Regions from separate parts of the Mus musculus genome. Here all the other regions are linked to region 3. A link is a contact called in public Micro-C and promoter capture Hi-C data. All regions are on one chromosome and are shown on one strand. The core of a region is the stretch at or near the end of the contact, and the rest is flanking DNA. Distances in the headings are between cores, read along the strand shown.

Region 1 (2,700 bases), core at 123-2,622, 2.0 Mb after region 3:
GATCAAGATACTAATTGAACACCCTTTAAACTTTGTTCAAGCATTTAACAATTAGAAAGAATTTGCAGACTTGGGTAATCTTTCATAACTTCAGTTGTGAAACTCAGTTTGAAAAAAAATTACCTTTCCAATAAATTACATTTAAAAGTAGTTAGCTTGGGAGTGATAGAGTATACCTTTAATCCCAGCATTCGGGAGACAAAGGTAGGGGGATTTCTGAGTTCAAGACCAGCCGGTCTACGTAGTAAGTTCCAGGCTAGCCAGAATTACATTTAAGACTCTGTTAATAATAATAATTTTAAGAATTTACCTTAATGCTTTCTCAAAATAACATTCTTTGGTTAACCATTAAACAGGTACACAAATGCCTGCCACATGACACAGAAAAGCAACGTTCTGCGTGGCAGCTCATCCACACAGGTTATATTCCACTGAGCTCAGCTCACCTACTTGTTTTTTAGCCTGACTAGCCACATAACTTGCAAGTCCCCCAGCAAAACTAAGATGGAGAGCCTATACACACAGAGCAGGCACTGGGTCCTTCTGACAGTTTGTTGCAAATGCACAGGCTGCGTGATTATTAAACCAGACAATCTTACAGGTTATACATAGTATCCACAACCTAGCAGCCTAAATACTGGTTTTAAAAACTGCTTGTAATATTTAATTTTCTGAACAAAGTACACTTGCTGGTTAAATTGGATGAAGTTGAGAACTGCTGTAAATGATTAACCAGAAACCCTGACACAGTTCAACTTTTATTGAGGGAAGAGGGGAGAAAAAAATGGACATTGAAAAGAGTTAATGAATGTGTCCTCCTCCTAGAAGCTCCAAATCAAGCAGGTGCAGAGTAGATGTGGAATGAGGGTGGAAATGTGAAATTTCTGCTCAGGTTTCCAAACAACTGCAGAGTTCCACACAAGCCCTTTCCACAAGTTAACTGGGAGAGGCCAGCTGGTGTACTAGAGCCTCATTCTCTTGTTGCCTTCTGGGAGCATCTGAAGCAAGTTACAGAGGTCTAGAGGTCCAGTGTCATGACAGACACACTTTTGGCTCATCCTGACACACCGCGGAAACAGGAACCCGGCGAAAAGTCTCTTGGGAATGGCCTTGTAGGGGAGGGTCGGGGTCCGGGAACTCCTAGTCTCCCTTGGGGTGTATCCATAGGGCAGGTCTGCTAGGAGAGTGCGCGCCCTGGGGGCGGTGTCTCAGAATGGGAGCAGCTCAGGAGGGAGGGCTGGGGAGGAGAGGGGCAGAGAAAGGGAGGGACTTGAGGGCGGGGCCGTGAGAGGGGACCAGAGTAAGCGGCCAAAGGAGGGGACGGGCCCAAAGGGAGGAGCCTCTACGTGGGACCCGCCCCGGAGGCCGGGGCGGGACATATGGTGTGGGCGGAGCCAGAGGCAGTGCTCGGGGCGGAAGCCCCAACCTTCTTCCCTGGCGAGTTAGAAGCTGCCCCTCACCGAGGTAAGATGGAATGGGTCGTGAGTCCCAAGCATTCTCTACTACCTGGTTTTCGGGCGGCTGTGCGCGGACGCCTAGACCTGCGGTGGTGATAGCAGCGGGGAATGGTGACGATCTCTGCACCCTTCCCGCCGCGGTAAGGCAGGCCTCGTCCCGCAGGGCCTGCTAATCGCTTTAACTTCGGGGAGCTGGAAACAATGTGTGACCTGGGGCGCCAGGCTCGCTGGGATGCTCGGGTTGGTGGAGTGCCCGCCGGGACGGCATTTCGCCGAGCATTCCCGCGCGGAGCCCGGGGAACGCTTTCCCTCCGGGATCCCAGCCTGGGCTGCAGGCGACGCCACTAGGGCCCTGAGGTGTCTTGGGCAGCGCGCTCGAGGCCGTGCCCAGTGGTAAAAATTCAGGTGTAGGCGGCCGTCCATAGGTGATTTGTGGTTGAGTCGTCAGAAAGATGGCACTTATGTTATTTAAAATTAATAAAATTCACCATTTTTTATGTAGGCCATATTAGGCCTAATGGTCAGCAATCTATAGGCATTCTTTGAAAAGTTAAAGGAATGAAACCCCAGGCTTCTATAACAGTATTGTTTGTAGTGGGACATACTAGTAAGAAAGTAGACTAAGGTTTTAATTAGCTCTTAGCTATATATAATTGCTATGATGATACTGAGATTTTGTTTTATTTTGTTTTTGAGACATTGTAGTTCTGACTGTCCTGGAACTCACTTTGTATACCAGGCTGTTCTCGAACGCCTGGTTCTCCAGGGATTTAGGGCGCGTGCAACGAAACTTTTAAAGTTCAACTTTTGAGACATTTCAGATATAAGATAGGCTGTACAGGCAAGGATCTAAGTTTAATTTTAAATGTGTTGGGTTTTGCTATAGCGATGCGAAATAAATGCATAGCAGTTTGGCACTAATGCTTAAAATTTGAATATGAAAAGACAGATTTAGATTTTTCAGCCCAGAAGATGTGTTTGAAATTTAGGGACTATGAGTTAGGGGGAAAATATGTGACAAGAACTGGGAAAGGGGCGTGGGGTGGGGGAGTTGGGAACTAAGAATGAAATAGAGGGGGGGGGAGGCAGGACAGGCTTTGAGTAAAGAAATGGTGGTCAGGACTGTGAATTTATGCCTTCCCCAAAGCAGCAGAATATGCTTATTCATTGTGAAGCAGCAAAAGTGTGTTGCCATTGTCAAAGGTCTGTGACTAAGCCCTGACTAAGTCTGGAGGCAACTGTA
Region 2 (2,700 bases), core at 4-2,503, 2.4 Mb after region 3:
CGTTACTGAAAAGAAGTGGTTATCACTTAGAAAATATCCTTACGGAAACCATTCTGAGTTGCTATGATACTGAGTTTAAGCAGGCTAGCATTGTAAGGAGGGGGGGGGGGGAAAGAGTAAAAAAAATCATTTAAAATTTATTTTTGAAGTACTTTTAAAATGGCATATTTTTAATACAGGCTTAAGCATGGAGCTTAAGAAAGACAGAGAGGCATTCAAAAAGTTTAACGTTTTCTTTCTGTACTGGATATTGAAACTCTGGTCTCATGCAAGGCCATATCACTGAGCCAAATCCCCCTGCTTTCCAATTTGCTTAAAATTAGAAGTTGGGAAATACATTTGTAAGCCCAACACTTGAAAGCCTGAGACAGGAGGGTCAGCCTGGGCTACACGGGGAAGGGTGGTTTCTTTTAAAAATTTAGATTAATAATTAATATAGATAAAACATATTCTATTATTAATCTAGACCTTGCTAACATTTCCCGTGTGAGTATGAAATTCAACCAGCCAACGCTATTTTCAGTCAGTAAATGGTGACCTCTCTCCCTGCAATATAGGCATTGGCATTTCATTCACTACCTCCCAAATATTATCAGTATAGACTTAGAAGGGATTTTGGAAAAAAAAAAAAAAAAGAAGGTAAAGGCCTCTGAAATCCCACAGTATCTAACCATACACAAACGGTTTTCTTGTATGGCGATGGCTTGTTTTAACTCTCAGCTGACTTAATTTGTCCATAATTATGCAACTCCAAAATAAGACAGGCTTTTTAATACAATGAGATGTTCCAGGATGGCGGGGAATCCCAGAGAATAGGGAAATAAGGACACCAGCTGTCCTCCGCCCCCCCCCCCACGCCCCACCGCCCAAAATAAGTCTTTGTTTTCAGGGCAACCTCAAAAGTGCCTGGCACAGTGCAGCTCCGCGGAATGCCCGGCAGGCAGGGAACCCTGGTGCGGTGCAGAAGAGCGGTTTACCCGCGAAAGGTAACTGCAGGCCAGCGCTCGCTCCTGATTTGTCGGCTGGTAGCGCGTGCCCGCCCGCCACAAGTTTCCTTTTCTAGTTGGTGGGGAGACCCCATCACCACCCCCCAGTCCCCAAGTGTCCAGCTCCTACGGACCCTGCCTTCAAGCACACAGACCAGATTTCCCACGTCCATCTCCTTTATCCCTGAGTCCTGGCTGCCAGTGACTGTCTAGCGAGGTCTCCAGTTAGGTCTAATTCCATGTTTGTGCTGGACGCAGCTCCTTTAGCAGCATCCCCAAGCCCTGCTACAGCCGAATTACGCTCATAGTAAGGACCACCAACTAGTCCCCGCCCCCCAACACTTCCCCACCCCCCCGCACCCGCACACCCCCCCCCCCCAGCTAGCCCGGTAAGAAGCGCAGGCGCACGAGGGTTGGGCACGTCGGGAACTAGGGGCGGGGCATTGAGCCCCGCCCATCTGCCCCGCCCACTCGATCCACCCACTGATTTCGCCACCTTAGGCCAGTGGCCCCTAATTCTGCTGCGGGCAGCGCAGGATGCCCGGAGGCTGAAGTGGTGGAGCCGGGAGGAGTGGCTCCACGTGTAGCTGTACGGAAGGCTGTGGTGACAATCGTTATTACTATTCTTACTCTTAAAACAGTGGCCACTATTATTTACTTACTTTTCTCCATGACTTGACACCGGTGTCTGGAGACTGGGTTGGCATTTTCTAATACGGCTACACTTTTGGGCAGCTGGCCACCGTTACTCATTTTGCAGTAAAACCCTTGTCTCCAAATCGCACGTTCTGTTTTCCTTCTTGTCTCTTGGGTGCAACCTGGTTTGTCTTTCTGTTTTTAAAGTTCTTGGTGGAAGTGGAACTGTGTGGGAACCGAGAGCTGTAAGGCAGTGAGTGGTTCCAAAGCTCTTTAAAAGGACACCCAGGTCTCACTGTCACGGTGGTTGGCTGTGATTACCGGTGTTGGTGCTGTCTCCATGTTCAGTGGTAGATATACCGCGCTTGTTTGCCTGTATGTGCTTGCTTCTCTGGAGATTTGAGAACGAAAACTGGAAAGAACCTATTACAGAGACGGGAAAATCCAACTGAGAATTCAAGTAAGGGGCACTTCCTTCCAGTCACCTCCCTTAAGTGTTTCTCTTCTTAAATAAGGGTGTGGGAATTTCAATAGCACCTTGGGAAATCAGAGACTTCTAGATTCGTTTACTAACCAAGTCTTCCTTTTTCTCCTAAGAGCAAGCATATATTTTGAACCAATGGGAAAATAATTAAAGATGAATCTGGGTAATGCTGTACAACTGTTGTCCTGTGGTGTGTTGGTTGGTGGTTTTGTTATGTAGATTACTTTGTTGTTTACTAGGTACCCTTTCCAAACCAGGGATTTTATTTCACTTTCGTCTGTGTTTGTTTTACATTGCTTGGTTTCCCTGAAAGACAGGAAGCAGACAGAAAGGCAAATCTGGTGGCCACGTTTGTCTCAAGTAATGTATATTGTTCATTATTTTGTAAACAGCAGAAATGTTTCTATTCTTAAGGATAAAGGTGTGGGCAGTCTATTCTTAAAAGCTGAGACCTACTGGAATTCAGTTTCAATGACAGATGTGTTTCAAATGTATGCTTAGCTTTGCATAGTCAAAAATCAAGGCAAGTGCATTTGTTAATTAAAAAAAAATGCTTTGTCATTCTTTGCAGGTTTCTTTTGGCAACTACCATGC
Region 3 (2,700 bases), core at 102-2,601:
TGTCTGACATATGGCTCGGTTTTGACTGGCATATGTTTCGTACTGATACTGGCAAAAGCATAGTGATTCAAATATTACAGAAAAGCTTCAACTGCTCTTTCATTCTTACAACTCATCTTAGCCAAGAGGCTGAGAGGCGATGCTTATTTGCTTCTTACAACACGCACAAACTTGGGTTTCAAGAACTGAAACAGACCACAATAGGATGCAGCAACATCATTATGTGGCTCGGTGTTTTTTAAAGTCTACCCGTGAGCACTTCAAGATTATAATACAAAAAGAGGGAAAGCCTTGTCCGCCTGCCACTGTCAGTTAGTAGACGGACAGCCGAGAAGGTGCCCAAAGGAACTTACAGTCTCACTAAAATAAATAATCTCTAGCTCACCATCCTTAGCACCCTCAGCAATCTCTCTCTCTCTCTCCCTCCCTCTCTCTCTCTCTCTCTCTCTCTCTCTCTCTCTCTCTCTCACACACACACACACACACACACACACACGAATACCCCCCAATGCTTTTTATGAAAGGTGATAGTTTAATAAAACTACAATTACCTATCACACACGGTAAAAGCAGCAAGCGCTAGCGATCTGACGTCGAAATTACTCGCTCCTTTTCCTTCACCCAGCGCGTGCCGCCCTTTCCCAGAGTCGTGTCAAAAGTTCACCCACGCAGGCTGCCGAGCTGGGCGAGCACCGCAGCCTCCCTTCCTCCTCGCCACCGACCGAACAGGTGGTTGCCTTACCTGGGGAAGAGGAGCCGCCAGGCACCGGCTGCGGCGGCCGCCCGGGCGGCCAGGCAGGCGGGCGCAGACCCGAAGGGCGTGTTTTCGAGGATTTAACCCTCAGGTGCGCAGGCAGCGCTCCGCTGTCGCCGAGCCCCGGCAGGTGTCGCGCACGTCCCCGCCGCGTCCCGGGTCCGTCACCCCGCGGACGGCGCGGCCTCGCGTGGGGGCGTCGCCCGTCCGCCCGCCCTCCCCGACGGGCTCAGCCCTCCGGCGGCGCGGCCCGCAGCCCCAGCCTAACGGTTTCCCCGACGCGGGCTCCGGCGTCCCCCTGCCGGCTCTCACCTCCGAATCCCGCCGCTCCGAAGCGAAGGAAGGCGGATCCCCCACCCCGGGCGTCTCTCCTGCGAGGCTCCGGCTCGTCCTCTCACTCGCTTGGCGGTGGGCCGGGGCTCCCGCGGCCGCCGCTGCGCTGACTGCTGTGGAGGGGGGTTGTTGGGGAGGGGTGTTTCCCGGCAGTGACGGCGCCGCCGCCTCAGCCCCGCTCTTCGCTCCCTCTCCGCGTAGCTCCCGCTTTCTGTTTCACCCGAGGGACCGCGAATGCCGCCGCCGCCATGATTACTACGGAGCCGGGAGGAGGAGCCCGGAGTCGGCGCGCCCAGTGCGGCTGCGCGAGCCCCGCCGACGGCGCCCCCGGCCGCCTGGACCCGGAGCCCCCGCGCGCGCACACACACACACACACACACACACGAGCTCGAGCGCGCGCACCCGAACCCGCTCGCCCGCCGCCCCGCAAGCCGAGGCTTCCCGGGCCCGCAAGTGTGTGTGGCATGCGAGCTCCGGTGCCGCTCTCCCAGAGCCCGGGAACTGTGCGGATGATTGACGTATCCGGGGCCCCACACGCCATTCCGAATGCAGTTTAGAAAGCGCCCCCCACCCACCGCCCCCAGAGACGAACCGTGTCAGCCCCTCTCGGCAAGCCCCAGAACTTAGGATGCCGGCAGGTGCTTTTAGAGGCAAGCCCCGGACGGGGAAGCGCCCCGAAGTGGGCTCAGACCTTCCCACTCCCAGACGGTTAGAGCCCCGGCATTTTCTAGCACCCACGAAACAGATTTACGTCTTTCAGAAACGCACAGCTTAAAGGTTCTGGACTCGGACCAGCCGAATCTAGTGGAAACCCGTTACCTTGACGTCTGCCACCGCGGAGAGCGAAGCGGAGGCGGCGACAATTTCCTTAAGCCTCGAGCGATGGGGGGGCGGTGGGGGGGACGCTGCAGTAGCGCCTGAGGGCCGGCCCGGACTGCTTACTTTTGCAGTTTCACCGGAAGCCTTAGGGAGAGGGTCGTCTTTGGGAACCTGAGTCCTCCCCCTGTCCAGCCAAAACTGGTGACTGATGAAACCAGGTTCCACGTCTGACTTGTAGTTCAGTTTATTGGTTGCGCTGCGTTTTAAGGTGGCAATCTTTTTTTTTTTTTTAATCATTTGACAGAAATCTCTCGAAGATGTACGAATTTCTTACGTTCTTAAAAAAGAAAAAAACAAAACAGAACTGGATAATGAAATTCTTAGTGGATCATTGAATATCAAATAAGATACTCAGACAGTACCAAAGTCCCATGGGATTGCAGAGGTGTGCGCGAGTGTATAAAATCCCCACCTTGGTGCTGTTTTATTTGCAGTGTTCTTACTTTTCTTAAAGACCCCTCACTTGGCTTGTGTTCATCTGCCTGTACATCCACTTTAACCATTTCTATTTTCCTGTGGTGGTGTTTTTTAAGCCCCGCTTTCTTCCTTCTCCACCTACTTTTTGCTATGGCTGCAGGCAATGATTGATCCGATGTTTGTATCCACAGCTAGCTAATGAGAGGTTATTTTTCTTCCCGTCAACAAGTAGGATAGTGATTCTATCAAATTGCATCTTGAGATATTTGGGGGTTGGGGAGAGGGGGCAAAAGTCCTTTCCCTGAGAGAAATGTTTC
Region 4 (2,700 bases), core at 136-2,635, 2.1 Mb before region 3:
CCTAAGGCTGAGCCAATTGATATGAACAATAGCAGCCTAGCATGGTGATTTCATCCCAGCACTCGGGAGGCAGAGGCGGGTGGATCTCTGAGTTCGAGGCCAGCCTGGTCTACAGAGGGAGTTAAAGAATACAGGGCTACATAGAGACAACCTGTCTCAAACAAACAAACACCAAACACCAAAAACAATGAAGGTTCTGACTGGGGGGGGGGGGGGGGCGTCAGACCTAAGATTGTTTCTCAGGACACAATTTGATAGACTAAACCCATCAATTAGACAGTGTTCTTATACAATGAGAAAAAAATAATTAACTTTTCAAATAGCTTCTTGCAAGGCTGCTGAATGAAGTGACCAGGGACATGCACTTCCAGAAAAAAGGGGCCTAAACACAAACTGAGAGAGAGAGAGAGAGAGAGAGAGAGAGAGAGGAGAGAGAGGAGAGAGAGAAGGTAAAAGAGAGAGCGCAAGCAAGCTAGCTTTGCATGGAAACAACTCTTCCATTCAAAGCCCCTCCGGCAGGCTGAAGTCCCTAACTCAAGGTCAGCTGGCTCAGTGGCTTGAGATAAGCCTGCAGAGGGCTACTTCCGGGTTCTCGCGACCACCCACCCCTGCAAAGGTCTCTATCACCTTCTTCCTGGGACTTATGTCACTCAGGGCTGCAACTCCCATGCTAAGAGGGAACTCAGTGCGGGAACCCCTGCTCCCAGTAGTTGTCTGGCAGCTAAGAGAGGAAGGGGAAGGCTGTTGTCAATCCCAGGTGAGGAGGAATGGAGGAACGTCAGGAACGAGAAAGGAAGGCTGCCGGGCGGAGGAGGAGGCGTGGGGGCAGATCTGGGAGAAAGGGCTGGTGACAAGGGAACCTTTGGGGAGAGAAGAGTTACAAAGCTAGCGGAAGCTCTCGAGGCACAGGGAACGTTAAAGAAGCCGAGCGGAGCGCAGGCTCGGGGGACCGAGTCGCAGGTCAGGGAGTGGGACACAGGAAGCACAACAGGAAGCAGTGCGGAGGCCGGATCGAGGGATCGGGACTCAGGATCAAGGGAGCATGGCTCAGGATCACGAGAGTCGGGCTTAGGATCAGAAGAGCGAGGCGCAAGATCGAGGGAGCCGGTCGGTCTGGAGAGAACCCCGGAGCTAGGCGCTCCTGGCGGCCGCGACGCGGGACTGTACCCGAAGACGAAGCCCGGAAGCGGCGTCGGGGCCAGGGGAGGGGCCCTGCCCAAGGGGCCCGCACCTCACCCGCCCGCCCCCCTGCCCGCGCCCGCCCCTCCGGTCCGACCAGGGCCCGGCCTCACCGCCCCCACGGCCTCCTGCAGCAGTGCCCCGAGCCGGCTCAGCATGATGGCGGCCCGGCCCGGCTCGCGGCCCGGCTCCCGGTGGCGGCGCAGCGGTGGCGGAGGAGGCGGCCCAACGGGCGGGAGGCGGGACCCGGCTCTGAAACCCCGCCCCTGCCGGAGGGCTCGGGGGCGCTCTAAGCCCAGGGCTGGGCAGGTCCTGATGGAGGGCGGTGGGGAGCACCCTGGGAGCTGATGACCTAAGATTCCTTTGAGTAACACCCAGAGACTTCTAATTCCTCGTGCACCCTCACAATCCTACCAACACAGTAGCCCTGGACACACACGGCTCTGGAGTGTTTAAAATGACCTGGCCCTGACAAGCTGTGTCAAGGACACTCCAGAAGGCAAAGACATAGTGGGAAGAATTGACGACATGTTTAAATGTAATGGATTAGGAATATTGGAATAGGTTATGGCTAATATTAATTTCACCCTGTTGTTCAGTACTTTTATAAAAAAAAAAAAAAAGGTCGTTATTGGAAAAGATGTCCTCTAAGGTTTGCTGTTTGATTAGGAATTGATCCGAAGAGTCCCAGCAAAATCTGTCTCATGTCCCCCGCTCTGGAGGGAAAGAAAGCAATTGGGGTACACCTGCAATCAATCCCAGCACTCAGTAGTATCAACAATTCAAGGAGGTAGTGAGATCCCGTACCAAACACATACACACACACACACACTGACACACACACTCCGAACACAAAGATACATGCATACATACACACACACATACCACTCACACAATTACAACACACTGACACCACACACACATACACACACACACCACTGAGAGAGAGAGAGAGAGAGAGAGGTTGAAGACACGAACTGTTTAAAACAAAAACCAAAGCAAACAATAAAAAACAAGGGCTGCATGAGGCTCTTGGTTCAATCCTCAGTATCAGATAAGTAAATAGATAGATGGATAAATAATACATAAATTATATAAAAATTATGTAAATGTATATAGGTATTTACATAAATTATAAATGATTAAATTACTTACATCTATCTTAAATATCCAGGATATCCTAAAACTCACCATTATTTTTGTTCCAAGGCTGGAGATTATAGGCTTGTGTTACCATACCTGGGCTGCACTATAAATTCCAGGCCAGTCTTAGAAACATAGTGAGACATTAAAAACAAGAGTTGGGCCGGGCATGGTGGCACACGCCTTTAATCCCAGCACCCGGGAGGCAGAGGCAGGCGGATTTCTGAGTTCAAGGCCAGCCTGGTCTACAAAGTGAGTTCCAGGACAGCCAGGGCTATACAGAGAAACCCTGTCTCGAAAAAACAAAAACAAAAAACAAAAAAACAAAAAAACATGTAAATTGCACTTGATGTCACATGCCTTTGATCCCAGCACTCA
Region 5 (2,700 bases), core at 164-2,663, 2.2 Mb after region 3:
TCGGAAGAGACAACGACAGTCGTGAGGTCTAGGCAATGGCACAAAAGTGGGGCACCCACTGCCCTGGGAAACGCTAGGCGCTCGCTGGGGTACAAATCGTCCCGCAAAGAACAGAACAGGATATGGTCGGAAACTTAAGTCAGATCTGCACGGATTCCCAAGGCCCCAACCCTCTTCCACCACCCTCCTTCCTGTTTATGGGTCCACTCCCACAACTCCGACTACTAAAGGGAAAGCAGACATCTCCAAAATATGTCAACACATGACACAACTTGAAGAAGCAGGCTGCTCTGTGGCGCGGGTTACAACTTGCCGGGCTCACACTGGCAAACAGGCTCACTTTAATTACTTTTCATTTACTATGCCACGCTTCCCCTCCAGGGCCCCCGCAAAGACCGGGGTTAGTGAGAACCGGGGAGCCCCGGTGGAGGGAACCAAAATGTGTGGGCGGAGAGCCAGACACCAGCCTCTGCTCGCACAGGCGCAGAACCAAGGTTGGCACCGCCTCTCTGGCTGCAGCAAGCCACGGTCGCGCGGCGCGGAGGCCGGGGCCCCGACACTACGCGGAGAGGACAGGGCTAGCCGACGGCCGGCCACCTTTGTCTGGCCTTCCCCACCCACCAGGACGCAGAATGCTTCCATGTAGAGGTCCACGACTTGGTTCGTGTTCTGGACTTGCTCGCGGTCGCCCGAGATGCCCCCACTTCCCGCGCGCCAGGAACAGCTCCTAGGCGCATCCCTGCGCTCCTGCACCACGGTCGCAGGTCGCCGGGGCCAGGAGGACCACCGTGCCCGCTACAACCACCGTGCTCGTTGCAGAACCCGCTCCTGCCGAGCCAATCTAGTAACACATTCGGGCCCGGCGGGAAGGAGCGACAGCCCGGCTCGCACACGCGTGGCCAGCCCCGGCCTTGTCTCACCTGCCCGAACCGTGTCCGAGAGGTCATGTCCCGGGGCCGTAGTCCTGGGAAACTCCTTCAGCTTCCTGGCGCTCAGGTTCAAGCCCCCAGAGTTGGCCGCCTCCTCCAGCGCGCGCTCCAAACCACGGTTCAAGGGCAGGTTGAAGCCGGTGCCGCCGGTGCCTCCGTGGTGCTGGTGGTGTTGGTGGTGTTGGTGGTGCTGGTGGAGATGCGGGTGCAGGGCGGTTACCGAGAGAGCGGGCGCGAAAGCTTGGGGTTCGCTTCCCGGCGTCGCCATCTTCTCCCGGTCCCCCGCCCCGCCGCTCCTGCGCGGGGTCACAGGTTTCCCCGGCGGTCCCGAGTCCCCGCAGCGCTCCCTCGAAAGCCGCGGGACTGCGGGAGGGGCGGCAAGCGGCGCAGAGGTGGAGGCAGCAGTTCGATCGCCAAGGTTTCCAGCCGGGGGAGCCAAGGGCTGCGGCGGCGGCAGCGACGGCAGCGGTGGCGCGCCTGTGTCTGCTCGTGCTCGCGCCCCCGCCCGCCGCTCCTCCTCCGCAGCTTGTTGGCGCTCCACCCCCGAAGCTGGCTGGAACTGGATGCACATTCTGGGTGACTTTCTCTCCAGCCCGACCCCTTGTAGTTTACACATCTGCGGGCCAGGGTATTTTGTCGGTTTCGTTTTTGTCTTCTGGGATTTTTTTTAAGCCGTTTATGAAAACCCAGGCGAGGCGGGAGACAAGATTTGGAATACAAGGTCACAGGGAGGAGAGTGGTTCTGGTTGATTGATCCAGAGTTGCCCCCAAAAGCAGTTTTTCCACTGTGGGTTTACCCTCACGGACGCCCCCTGGCATTTAGGTGCTTACCATACAAAATCTCTCACTAAATCCAGGAAATCTGTGAGTGGAAAAATTGCTTCCTTCAGCGAGAGGAAGTTAAAGCGAGCCGCGATCACCCCTGCAGAATTCGAACACGCAGCCCACAGTCACCAAAATTTTGCACCTTCACTACAGACCACAGGAACAAGAAAGACTTCAGGGCAAATAGACAAATCTATAGAGGAAGGGCTTTGAGAAAGGGTAATTTTTATGATAAAATACCCAAATTATTACTCCAAGCGTTAGAACGCCAAAGACCTAGTGATCACAAAGGTCATATCTTAAACCTAAGCCTAGGTACTATGAAATGTTCCGGGTGCGCCACCTTCTTATTCATGTGAGGCATGGGAACTGAACTGTCTGATTGCAAACAAATCTTCTGCCATGGGTTGACCTACAGTGGGCGCCTGAGCCAGGCCTTGCACCCCATGGAAGAGCCAGAGGACCTGTGTCACCTAAAGCCACCCAGCTGGAAGACTGATAAAGCCTCCATTCCCTTCCCACACCTTAACAGCCTGGGACCCAAAGCTTGATAGTCTCTATGGAGTGACTCGGCTTGGAGAAATGAGGCTGGAGTGAAGTATGGACATGATACAACTTTATCATACATACTACAGTAATGCAGATCTGTGATAGTCTAGGCAGCCGCGTGGACCTAATGACTTCTTGGGCTCAGCACTAAGTATGACATGATCTATGTCACTTGCATGGACTTCGCTACAGGGCTACCCCTTAATTCCTGAGATTCCAGGCTGAGAGCAAATCCTACTTATTCCGGAAGAAACAGGCGCCACCTAGTGGTGTGCCGCCCTCACCCCCCACCACCTTCCTCCTCTCTGGCTCCACTTCCTTCAAGTCTCTATGATTTCATAAACTGTGCCTTAAGCTTAGTTTTGTTTTCACCCTGTTCTGTAGGCGGTCTCTTCGA

Evidence for each region. Promoter capture Hi-C pulls out the DNA fragments that hold promoters and counts their contacts. A called contact is a pair of places that touch in the nucleus more often than the background predicts.
Region 1: a Micro-C map of embryonic stem cells shows a contact between it and region 3, with 9 times the contacts expected there. The contact joins the promoter of Esd here to the promoter of Fndc3a in region 3. A contact is called at or near these places in 1 of 39 promoter capture datasets (maxillary cranial neural crest) and 1 of 484 Hi-C or Micro-C datasets (embryonic stem cells).
Region 2: a contact with region 3 is called in a promoter capture Hi-C map of liver, with 2.1 times the contacts expected there. The contact joins the promoter of Lrrc63 here to the promoter of Fndc3a in region 3. A contact is called at or near these places in 2 of 39 promoter capture datasets (cranial neural crest and liver) and 1 of 9 other capture datasets (liver).
Region 4: a promoter capture Hi-C map of pre-B cells shows a contact between it and region 3, with 4 times the contacts expected there. The contact joins the promoter of Fam160b2 here to the promoter of Fndc3a in region 3. A contact is called at or near these places in 1 of 39 promoter capture datasets (pre-B cells), 1 of 484 Hi-C or Micro-C datasets (CD4 T cells) and 1 of 9 other capture datasets (liver).
Region 5: a contact with region 3 is called in a promoter capture Hi-C map of pre-B cells, with 2.8 times the contacts expected there. The contact joins the promoter of Lrch1 here to the promoter of Fndc3a in region 3. A contact is called at or near these places in 2 of 39 promoter capture datasets (hippocampal neurons and pre-B cells) and 2 of 115 datasets of contacts at active chromatin or transcription factors (astrocytes and embryonic stem cells).

What each region holds. Positions count from the first base shown.
Region 1 is chr14:74,730,925-74,733,624 of GRCm38.p6, forward strand. It overlaps Esd (esterase D/formylglutathione hydrolase), which reads left to right and starts at 1,373. Exons shown (of 9, transcript NM_016903.5): 1 at 1,373-1,464.
Region 2 is chr14:75,129,630-75,132,329 of GRCm38.p6, forward strand. It overlaps Lrrc63 (leucine rich repeat containing 63), which reads right to left and starts at 1,254. Exons shown (of 10, transcript NM_027581.1): 1 at 1,142-1,254; 2 at 1-5. It also overlaps a transcript of Lcp1 not described here.
Region 3 is chr14:72,708,652-72,711,351 of GRCm38.p6, forward strand. Fndc3a (fibronectin type III domain containing 3A) reads right to left here and starts at 1,352. Exons shown (of 26, transcript NM_207636.2): 1 at 1,067-1,352.
Region 4 is chr14:70,598,450-70,601,149 of GRCm38.p6, forward strand. Fam160b2 (family with sequence similarity 160, member B2) reads right to left here and starts at 1,386. Exons shown (of 17, transcript NM_194345.1): 1 at 1,293-1,386. The coding sequence starts at 1,337.
Region 5 is chr14:74,946,464-74,949,163 of GRCm38.p6, forward strand. Lrch1 (leucine-rich repeats and calponin homology (CH) domain containing 1) reads right to left here and starts at 1,414. Exons shown (of 19, transcript NM_001252132.1): 1 at 921-1,414. The coding sequence starts at 1,197.